Regions from separate parts of the Mus musculus genome. Here regions 2 and 3 are each linked to region 1. A link is a contact called in public HiChIP or PLAC-seq data. All regions are on one chromosome and are shown on one strand. Each heading gives the region's core, a stretch centred on a gene start, on an enhancer-like site or on the middle of the called end of the contact. The rest is flanking DNA. Distances are from core to core; before and after follow the strand shown. Region 1 has its middle 34 kb from the start of Cyp2j5. Region 2 holds the start of Patj (PATJ, crumbs cell polarity complex component). Region 3 overlaps Nfia (nuclear factor I/A).

Evidence for each region. HiChIP or PLAC-seq counts read pairs in DNA pulled down with a chosen protein or histone mark.
Region 2: an H3K4me3 HiChIP or PLAC-seq map of embryonic forebrain shows a contact between it and region 1, with 12 times the contacts expected there. The contact joins the promoter of Patj here to the enhancer-like site in region 1. A contact is called at or near these places in 6 of 39 promoter capture datasets (cranial neural crest, frontonasal cranial neural crest, hippocampal neurons and 3 more), 1 of 484 Hi-C or Micro-C datasets (cortical neurons) and 5 of 115 datasets of contacts at active chromatin or transcription factors (astrocytes, embryonic forebrain, embryonic hindbrain and 2 more).
Region 3: an H3K27ac HiChIP or PLAC-seq map of stem cell-derived neural progenitor cells shows a contact between it and region 1, with 9 times the contacts expected there. The contact joins two enhancer-like sites. A contact is called at or near these places in 1 of 484 Hi-C or Micro-C datasets (cerebellum) and 1 of 115 datasets of contacts at active chromatin or transcription factors (stem cell-derived neural progenitor cells).

The regions. Positions count from the first base shown.
Region 1 is chr4:96,696,492-96,699,565 of GRCm38.p6, reverse strand. No RefSeq gene overlaps it. Among named protein-coding and RNA genes, the nearest start is that of Cyp2j5, 34 kb to the right of the region's middle. Within about 2 kb of position 1,510, at least 47 of the 459 cell types and tissues checked have an H3K27ac peak or open chromatin away from gene starts, as enhancers often do. A contact at or near this core is called in cerebellum, cortical neurons, embryonic forebrain and 3 more, where this site is marked.
Region 2 is chr4:98,394,280-98,397,353 of GRCm38.p6, reverse strand. Patj (PATJ, crumbs cell polarity complex component) reads right to left here and starts at 1,528. Exons shown (of 44, transcript NM_172696.2): 1 at 1,430-1,528.
Region 3 is chr4:97,922,494-97,925,567 of GRCm38.p6, reverse strand. The region is part of intron 2 of Nfia (nuclear factor I/A); the gene reads right to left. Among named protein-coding and RNA genes, the nearest start is that of Gm40208, 14 kb to the left of the region's middle. Within about 2 kb of position 1,502, at least 57 of the 459 cell types and tissues checked have an H3K27ac peak or open chromatin away from gene starts, as enhancers often do. A contact at or near this core is called in cerebellum and stem cell-derived neural progenitor cells, where this site is marked.

The sequences.
Region 1 (3,074 bases), core at 261-2,760:
ACTCTGCTAATGTATGTTGGAAGTATGCAATTCTTAAAAAATAAATGGCAGAGGAAGTCACAGTTGAGAGACTGCCTTGGGTTTTTGATGAAACTTTGGATGTTTGAACAGTGCTGGGATTTTCCTGGGACTATAGGGACCTTTGACATTGGACTGAAGAAGTTTCAGGGATGGACCTTCTACACTTGATCTTAGCCAAAAGGCCGAGAAGCGATAGGGATGGACCTTCTGATTTGAATGTGAAATGTCCTCTATAGGCTCATGTTTCATATATTTGACCCTCAGCTGATGATGCTGTTAAAGAAAAAGGACGAAGAGCATTGCCACAGAAAGTGAGCCATTGGACTGGGACTTAAGACTGGCCCCATTTTCCTGCTCACTCTATCCTAAGCCTGAGTGCAATGAGACTATAGCTATCCTGTTCCTGCCACCAAACCTACTACCATGCCTCTCTGTCATGATTGGCTATATTCTTCTTGGACTGCAAGCAAAAGTGAGCCCTTCCTCCTTGAAGTTGCTTCTGTCAGGGTATTTTGTCAGAGCAATGAGAAAGCAATTAGCACGAGGTGTTGGGGAAGCAGAAGCAAGAAGTGGGCACACATGTTTGGGAGGGTATGCCAAAGAAACTGCGTAATGATCAAGAAGCGTCTTCACTGGCAGATGAGATTGGAAAACCTAGAGGTGGATGAGAGAAGGACTGCAGATTTCTAGGAGAAGCTGGGGAATAGAAAATGGTTCTGTGCATACAGATAACTAGCCTGTGTACAGGGAGGGGGTGCGTCCATGGCCACCACTTGGTGTTGCTACCGGTTATACAGCGTTTCGCAAGAAACTCGATCCTGATGGTAATGAATGAAAGTTTAATTTGGTGTCATTTCCCCCTTTAAATTAAAGTCAAGTGTTTTATTTATTTATTTATTTATTTATTTATTTATTTATTTATTTATTTATTGCTCTTGTTGTTTTTACAGATATCATAGTTCCTGACCTCAAGAAACTACCATTCTACCCAGAGAGAAGTCAAGCAAGCTACAACACAGCAGTAAATTCCACGAAGAAAGCAAGCAGTTTCAGCGATTCAGATATAACCAAGACACACAGAGGATTGAGTTGAGAATTGGGGTCTGCATGGGTGTTGCTCAGCAGACAAAGGAACCTCGTCTTGAGCTGTAGGAACAGCTGTGCCAAGCCCAGACGGGAGACAGACCAGACACAGCTTGTTTGGGAGGCTGCAGGTGTTAAGTACTGCAGAAGACAAGCGAGCAGGTGGGAATTGATAACATGGAAAGCCAGGGGCCTACCAGAGGTCAGCTGATGATGAGACTGTGCAGTGTTAAAGCAAGGATGTGTGGTAGGGTGCCCTGGCCCTGAGCAGGCATGGGCTGGCTTCCCACTGCAGTCAGCAAATCAATTACGCCCTCCACCGACTTTCGCCTTGTGTATTTAGAATGCATGGTGCTCCCCTGCCAAACATCTGCTCTCGCTATTAAGCATGCCATGGTAACCATTGCACTCTGTGCGTCAGCGCCACCAGGATTGGTAATAATCACAAGTGTCAAAACCGAGAAAGAATGGGGAAGGAAAGCTGTGCAAAAATCCAGCGGCAAGATGATTGGACTGGAGCACCAGTCTGCAGCTCGCCAGCTGCGCCTTCTGCTGCCCTGCTGGGGGCAGGGGAGCTGATATGGCCCTGGCCTCCTTTTGCCCCTTCTGTTGATCTCTCTGCCTGTATTATTCATTCATCCACTGCTTTCCCCGACATTGGAAAATATGCCCAGCCTTGCCAGCGCAACATATGTGCCCCTGCGCCATTGTGTATGATGAATAAACCCGCCAAAAGCTCACCAGACCTAGGGGCCTCTGGGTGAAGACCTAGCATTGACACAGACAGGCAGTGGCGTGTCCTGGCTTGGGGCCACAGGAAGACACAAACCAGGCTTGGGCTTTCAGCCTGCCTACCTCAGAGTCTGGAGACTTTGGCAAATCTCTTAGGCTCTCTGAGCACTGCTTTAGCCCCCTTTGCAAAGCAGGAGTAGGAACACTTATCAATTACAGATTCTTGGGTGCATAGAGCCAGCCACCTTTAATGGGAGTCCACCATAGGTCTTCAGGGTCAGTTATACATTTTTATTTTTTAGTTGTGCTCTCGAAAATAGAGATAAGTAAAATTGCTTGGCACTATGCTGAACACTTTATTTAAATTATTGGGTCGCCATAGCCATCCTCAGGAGACACTGTTGAGACTGCTTCATGCAAAGACTGAGTTTAGGAGACAGTTAAAGGTTAGTTTACTGGCTTGTCGAGCCCTAAGGTGGTGTCATTAGCAGGCCATGGGTGAGCTGGAAACAGTCTTAGCCCAGCTTGCTGCTTCAGCTACGCTGCTGGCTCTCTTTCCTTGTTCTTCTCTATTGAGAAGAGAATACTGTTTATAGGCTCCAGTTCAGCCGCAGGAAACATAAAATGAAGCTAGTTCCTCTTCCAAACAAAAGCCCTTCGGAAAGGCAGCGCCATCTCCCACTTCCCCAAATCTGTCTTCACTCTGACCAACCAGTGCCAGATCCCTGGGTAGGTGTCCCCTCCTCCAATTATTTCCCACCGATCCACTCCCTCCAGCTTGGTGAATGCCTCTTTTAAAATGGGCTCAAACCCGTGCTGTGGGATTCCTAAGTGGGAGTTATGGTTTCCCTTTCAGCGAGTCAGCACATTTAGACTCTCATAGATAGACAGGCTGTCAGGGTTCCTGCCACCATCTGGAGCATGCCCCTTTGGAAGGCTTCAGAGCATCCCTGAGCAAGTTTCTTGCGAGGCTCGGTAACGTGGGTTCCAGCGCCCTCAAGTGGACATAGAGGGAAATCTATGAAAAGGACTGAATCACTTAGAGAACTAGAGAGAACTCTCATTGATCTCATTAACAAAGCAAGATGACCAAAAACAGCAGGCTTCACAACAGAGCTTCTGCTTGGAACTCTTTCCAGCTTGGTGTGAGATGGGTGATCACACCATGCAGAGGTCCCGAAGCAAGCAGGAACTTACAGACCACCGCTGCTATTTCTTGTGCCAACCAATAAATATGC
Region 2 (3,074 bases), core at 279-2,778, 1.7 Mb before region 1:
TTTATCTTTAAAACTACAAAGTGGAAGAAAAGAGTCATGTGGTTTGTTTACTTTTTCTCATCAGTGAAATGGGTTTCTGGTTGCTGCTAGATCCTTTTTTCTTCCTTTAATTCTTTGACCATGTCAGAGAGATATACAATATATTTTGGTCATTTCCACGTGCACACACATACACCCTGTTCCCCCTCTCTCATCCCCCTCCTTTTCCCACCTTCACCTAAGTTCACCTCCAGTTTTCCTGTCAACTGCTTTGCTATATTCCTTTTTCGAAAATTCCCTTGTTTTCCCTACAATGAATTTATGTTAGCTCCATACAAGCTCAATGGCTGCGGGTAGAACCAAGGGACGGGACACATCTAGTCAGTATGTGTGTGGTGCTAGATTAGATCCCCCTCCCCACCAGCCAATAATAATCAGTAAGTAGAGTTCATGAAGATGAAGTTCAATTCGAGTGACAACTTCATACAACTCAATTTTAAATCAAATCATTATTCTGATGACAAGTCCACTATATGCCACCAATAATAGCATCTAAATTAGGATGAATCCTTCCACATCCGCATTTATTAACGTTCAAAGTATCTTAAAATTTCATTAAACCTTATAAAGGCCGTTAGAGCCCTAAAATAGCAGGTCACAACTTCACCTCCCATTTTCTAACTCTGCAAAATAAATAGATTCCAGTTTTTATCCCACCTCTCCCTACCTCTCCCTAGAAATAAATGGTGGATTGGAAGCCAGGGGAAGGCTCGCAGACCTGGAATGTGGTCTAGCTGTCTCAAAGGAACTGAGATTATGCTAGATACCCGTAAGCTTCTTCATTGAAGACACAATCGTCGGACACGACGATGAGACCACAGGTTAGATGCAGGTTAAAGACAATCTAGAGAAATCAGGCCCAGCAAGGTGGGGCCTCTGGACCGCCGAGACAAACAAGTTCAAGAGGAATTCGAAGCAGAAGTGGAAAGAGTCCACAGGAGGCAAAGTACAAGGGAACAACAGTCCAGGGAAGATTCCAAGGAGGGGTGGGGCATTCGAAAGGTGGGAAAGATGTGCGTTCCAGAACTTGATTCCCAGCAGGAATCCATTAACTTTCCCAAAGACTTAAGAGCCACCTCCCCAGCTCAGCAGAGAGAGGCCGGAGGGACGCGAGGCCCACTCGAGGCCAGGTCGGTTCCTCTGCTCCCTCCCCTCCCTCCCACCGACCGCGGGGAGGCTCCGCCCCGCTGCGGGAGGCCGCGGGCCGCTAGATCCGCGAGCACGCGCGATCGCTGCGCTCGCAGGCCGGCCAGCCGGGCCTGGAAGTCCGCGCCTGGCTGGCTGGGTGGGTAGCAGGCCGCCGCTAGGCCTGCGAGCTGCCCAGGGCACTGCCCGTGGGCTCGGGACGCGGCTCCCGCGCGATCCCTGCTCGGTGCGCCGCGAGCGTTACCTGATCGGGCGACGGCGGGGTGGGAGCCCCGGGGCTGCGGGCACGGACGGCCTCCTCACCTGGCGGAAGTACAGCTGCTGCCCTCACCTGGACGGAAGTGCGGCCGCCTCCTCACCTGGGCCGCTCTCCACCTCGCCGGAGGCTGGGCGGGGCGGGGCGAACGGGGCTCGAGCCCCCGGGCGTCTGCGCGCCTGTGAAGGGTCCGGGGGACGAGTGGGGCGACCAGCCCTGGAGAGGAGGCCGGAGGCCTTTGCGTCCAGGTACAGAGTTGTGGGCCACCAGCGCTGACCCAAAACCGAGACCCCAAACAAACGACAAGTCCACTTAGCCCCTAGCCCGAGGCCCCTCTGATCCAGCCTTCTTGTGTCCCTTTTGTTTGCCAGATTTGCTGACTCAATGTAAAAGATCGTAAATGTCAATCTGTGTCCCAGTCATCCTAAGGGTAATTATGAGTGTCTTTCTTATTTAGAATTTTGATGATAAGCATTTACATTATTTAATATAGGCTACTCAAAGGCTAAAGAGAATCAATCATCAGATATCTTACTGAATAAATGTGCTATTAGGCACTGTGATTGACAGGGATGAGAGATAAAATGGTATCCTCAAAAGATGAATATAATACAAGCAACAGCAACACTAGGGCATTTGCTGGTTATGCGTTTGATACTTCATGGCTGTGTGATAATTTCAGGGAAATAACATTTGTTAGGCCTTGTAAGAAGGTATGTAATTTCCCCGCTAATGTAAGGAATAAAGAGAAGATATGCATTTTCATCTGTCCTGTTCAACATACTATTGGAAACTTATGCCAAAGCAAACAGCGGTCATGGCTGGGTGGTGGTGCACACCTCTAATCCCTATATGCTCTGGGGTTTCAAGTAGTATTGTGAATCCCTGTCTCAAAAAAAAAAAAAAAAAAAAAAAAAAAAAACACACTAAGAATAGAAATAAAGGGCACACTAATAGAAAAGAAGCAAGTAAAATGGCATTTGTGGATGTCAGTATTAAAGGTAGAAAATCAATGATGACTGGACAAGATGACTCAGTGGGTAAAGGAAGGTGCTGCCCAAGTCTGTTCGCCTGTGTTCAAGTTCTATCCCAGGAAGCCATATAGTGAAAAAACCACACCTACTACAGCAAGTTGTTCTTTGAGCTCCATATTCCCCCAGCACCCCCCCCCATGCCCTCTCACACACACAAATGTAAAAAAATAAATAAAACAAAAAAACCACATACAAGAGAGTTGCTGTGAGTTCAAAATCAGCCTAAGGTACAGAGTGAATTCAGGCCAGCCTGGACTACTGAAGTAGATATCAGGACGTACCTTGTCTCAAAAATAAATACACAGTACATGAATAAAATTTTAAAATCGGTAGCTTTTCATAACAAACAATGGGGCTTGGTAAAAAATGAAATCAAGAAAGTAACCCCATTCATAATAAAAAAACAAATAAAGAAAACATAACGCTGGTATCTTAGCTTTCTTGCCCGTGAGTGCTGGCTAGTCTTATGGGAGCTTGGCACAAGCTAGAGTCATCTCAAGGGAGGGAACCTCTCTCGAGAAAATGCCTACATAAGATCCAGCTGTAGCACATTTTCTTAGTGATTGATGGGGAAGAGCCCAGCCCATTGTGGGTGGGGC
Region 3 (3,074 bases), core at 253-2,752, 1.2 Mb before region 1:
AGGCACCTCCTTAGCCCCAGCCTGAACTGATATTCAAAGCTAAAGGGGCGCTACCATTCTTCATGGAAAGGTACCTGAATTCAAATTTCAGCATTGTCAATCAATCTGGCTTCTCCTATCAAATGATTGTGTCTTTATTAACAACTGCTTACTAAGAGAGAAAAGGCTAGAAATGGATAGTAGGAAGCTTAAATGGCAACAAGCATCTTTGGCTAACTATAAGAGAAAAGTTTCCATGTATCAAAAGCCACTCTTCTTAGATGTCTTCTGACTTACGGTGTGCAGAGCCAAAAGCAGGCTCCATGCTGAACCACCCACCCCAAATTCACAGAGTTCAAAAAATCTCACACTAAGTAACTTCTAATTCTAGTTCTGAACTATTATCAGCAACAACAATAGCAACAGCAACAGCAACAGCACCTGTTAGGACCAACAGCTTTTTTGAAAGCTACCCAAGTACCAACCAAACTGCTTGTGCCAATTAAAAGCTACCTTGAAGAATCTGGTCTCAGGCAGAACAAAAGCTAGTCTCTGGTGGTGCTAAGCACAAGCCCCTTTTAAGGAATTCATTTGCTATACTTACTGCCCGCAGAAGCTAATCCATCTGTATATGTTCATCTCAGAAAAATCCCCAGTTTTAAAACTGTATTTGCTACCAGGGCATCCTTCAAATCGCCCCAAGCCCTTCGTTTTCACCTTAGTTTAGGAATCATTGTTTGTATCCATAGCCAAAGTGCACAGTAACAGCTCTACAATTTAAACAGAAATTCTTTTCTTCGGGTTTTGTGTTTTAAGTTCAAACTACTCTCCCTTATTCTCGTTTCCCCAGTTCTTCTGTCTACCTTGGAATCCGAGCACACTATGCAGCCAGCACAATGAACCACCGTGCCAGCAGTAGCAGTCTGCTGCACCTATCCAAGAATTCTTAAAGCATCCAAACACACACACTGTCTCCTGTGTAGCCTGGAGATCCCTATTGAGCTCATGCCAAGTGTCTGAAAAGTTGGACCCTGCATCCGGTATTTACACTAAGCTAAAATTCTAATCAGTACTAACAGCAGTATGTTTTAATTCACCCTATGATTTTATTTCAATCTGCTAAGTAGCACAACTGCCAGAATGCAATTGCTATAAACTTAAGTAAACAAATGCAAAACTAAAATAAATCTTAAACCTGTTGTATATAAAGTTTGTGCCACTTCATGCAAGCAGTACAAAAAGGCACAGCCCAAAAGTCTTAGTCAACACTTTTTGCTCTCGCTTAAAAAGCTCTTTGAAGAAAGTATTGCCTTGTCTAGTCTCCCCACATCTCTTCCAGAGAATTATCTGGTGCACACTAGATCAGGAAGAGGAAACGGCCATGTTATTTTACAATGGCTTTTCACCCCAGTGTCCCTCGAATCGTCTCCTGCCAAGCATGTGAAACAAGAAGTACTCGGTGACTCCTCGAATCTCTGGATGACACTACAAGGACTCGTGCCAAGGAGTTAGTGCCAAGTCTCGCATCTTTGGGATCCACCCCTCTTTCTGGGTGTTAGTTGCATGGGGGAAGGGACTGGCAGAAGTAGAACCTGACCAACAAATTCTGAGAAGTTGGTCACCATTTTGAACCTGCTCAGTGTGCTTAGATCTTGGCAGCCATCTTACAGCTTGGCAACCATTTTGAGGATTTGTTTGGCAAGCTCTCAGAATTCGCTGACACTGTTTAAATAGAATGCTGGTTTAAAATAGTCCATGCTAACCAATACAATGTGATAGCAGGTAAACAACAACAACAACAACAACAACAAAAACCCTCCAAAATACCAAAAAAACAAACAGCAACAACAACAAACCACCACCATCAACAACAAAACCCTCCTTATAAGCCTTGCCAACAAAACAATTTACATCTTCATTTGGGTAATGACATCTCAAATTCCTTAACTTAGAACACATTATGTAATGCAGCTGCTATTCTGTGTCCTTAAGCCGTTAGCAGACAAGCTGTTAAATGATGTTGGAGGCTCTTACCAGGAGCAGGTAAGGAAAAGAAAGGCAGACATGCTCGGCCCCCACAAAACCCACAAATATTATCAAAATGTTTCAGAGTCTGTTCAAAGGCAAGCTGAGAACTAGATTCTAGACAATGGCAACCGAGTGTCACAGACTGTACCCATGGTCTTATCTCATGAGCCCAGGGAAGTCTCAGTCATGTAGTACGAAACTCTCCTTGGGTAAGGAGACAACGTCCACCTCTCAGCCCAACAATAACTCTTAAGGCTCATCTAAACAGAGAAAAGGAAAACTTTGCAGATTTTGGTGTTTTTCAAAACATCTTTGGCTTCACTCTTTCACCTTTTAACATATTTAATTTTGAAGTATTTGATTACATAAAAATAGAAAACCAGAACAAAAACCAAACCAAACCAAACAAAAAACCCTACATTATCATTGAAAGCATTTCTTAATGTCTAACAACTTAAAATACAAGCAGTAACTGTGCACTGCTGGGACCGACATCGTTATAAAACCTGTACAGCTTCCTACACTGGTGAATTAAGTGAAATGACAGTGAGTGAAATTTTACAACATATGGAAAAGGAAAATGACAATCCAATAATCCGAAAATATCTTTTCATACTGAAATAAATAACACTTTACGGCACGATTCAGTAACTTCCTTTGAATGTTATGAATATTTAATAATTCCATATCAACACAGGGAGAAGCTTTATGATAAAAGGACCATATTGTTCATACTTTTGGGGGGAAAACAATCCCCAAACTATTCTTTTATTAGCCAACTATTATTGCCAAATCACAAACAGGACAATAAAGCCTAAAGAATTCTAAATTTTGTGATGGCCAAAGATAAAAGACTAGAGTTACTAAATAAAACGGCAACACATTTATTTAAATACCAGTGCTCCTTGGGGTGTACGAGGCACCTGGCTCATCCTCTAGCTCCAATGAGGTGCAATAGAAAGAAAGGCACAGGAACGGGGGGAGACACAGCATCAACTACAGTGCTCACATTAGTGCAGGGCTCTTAAACCTGAAGCCTGAACCGATTTCAATTCAGGAAATATTTT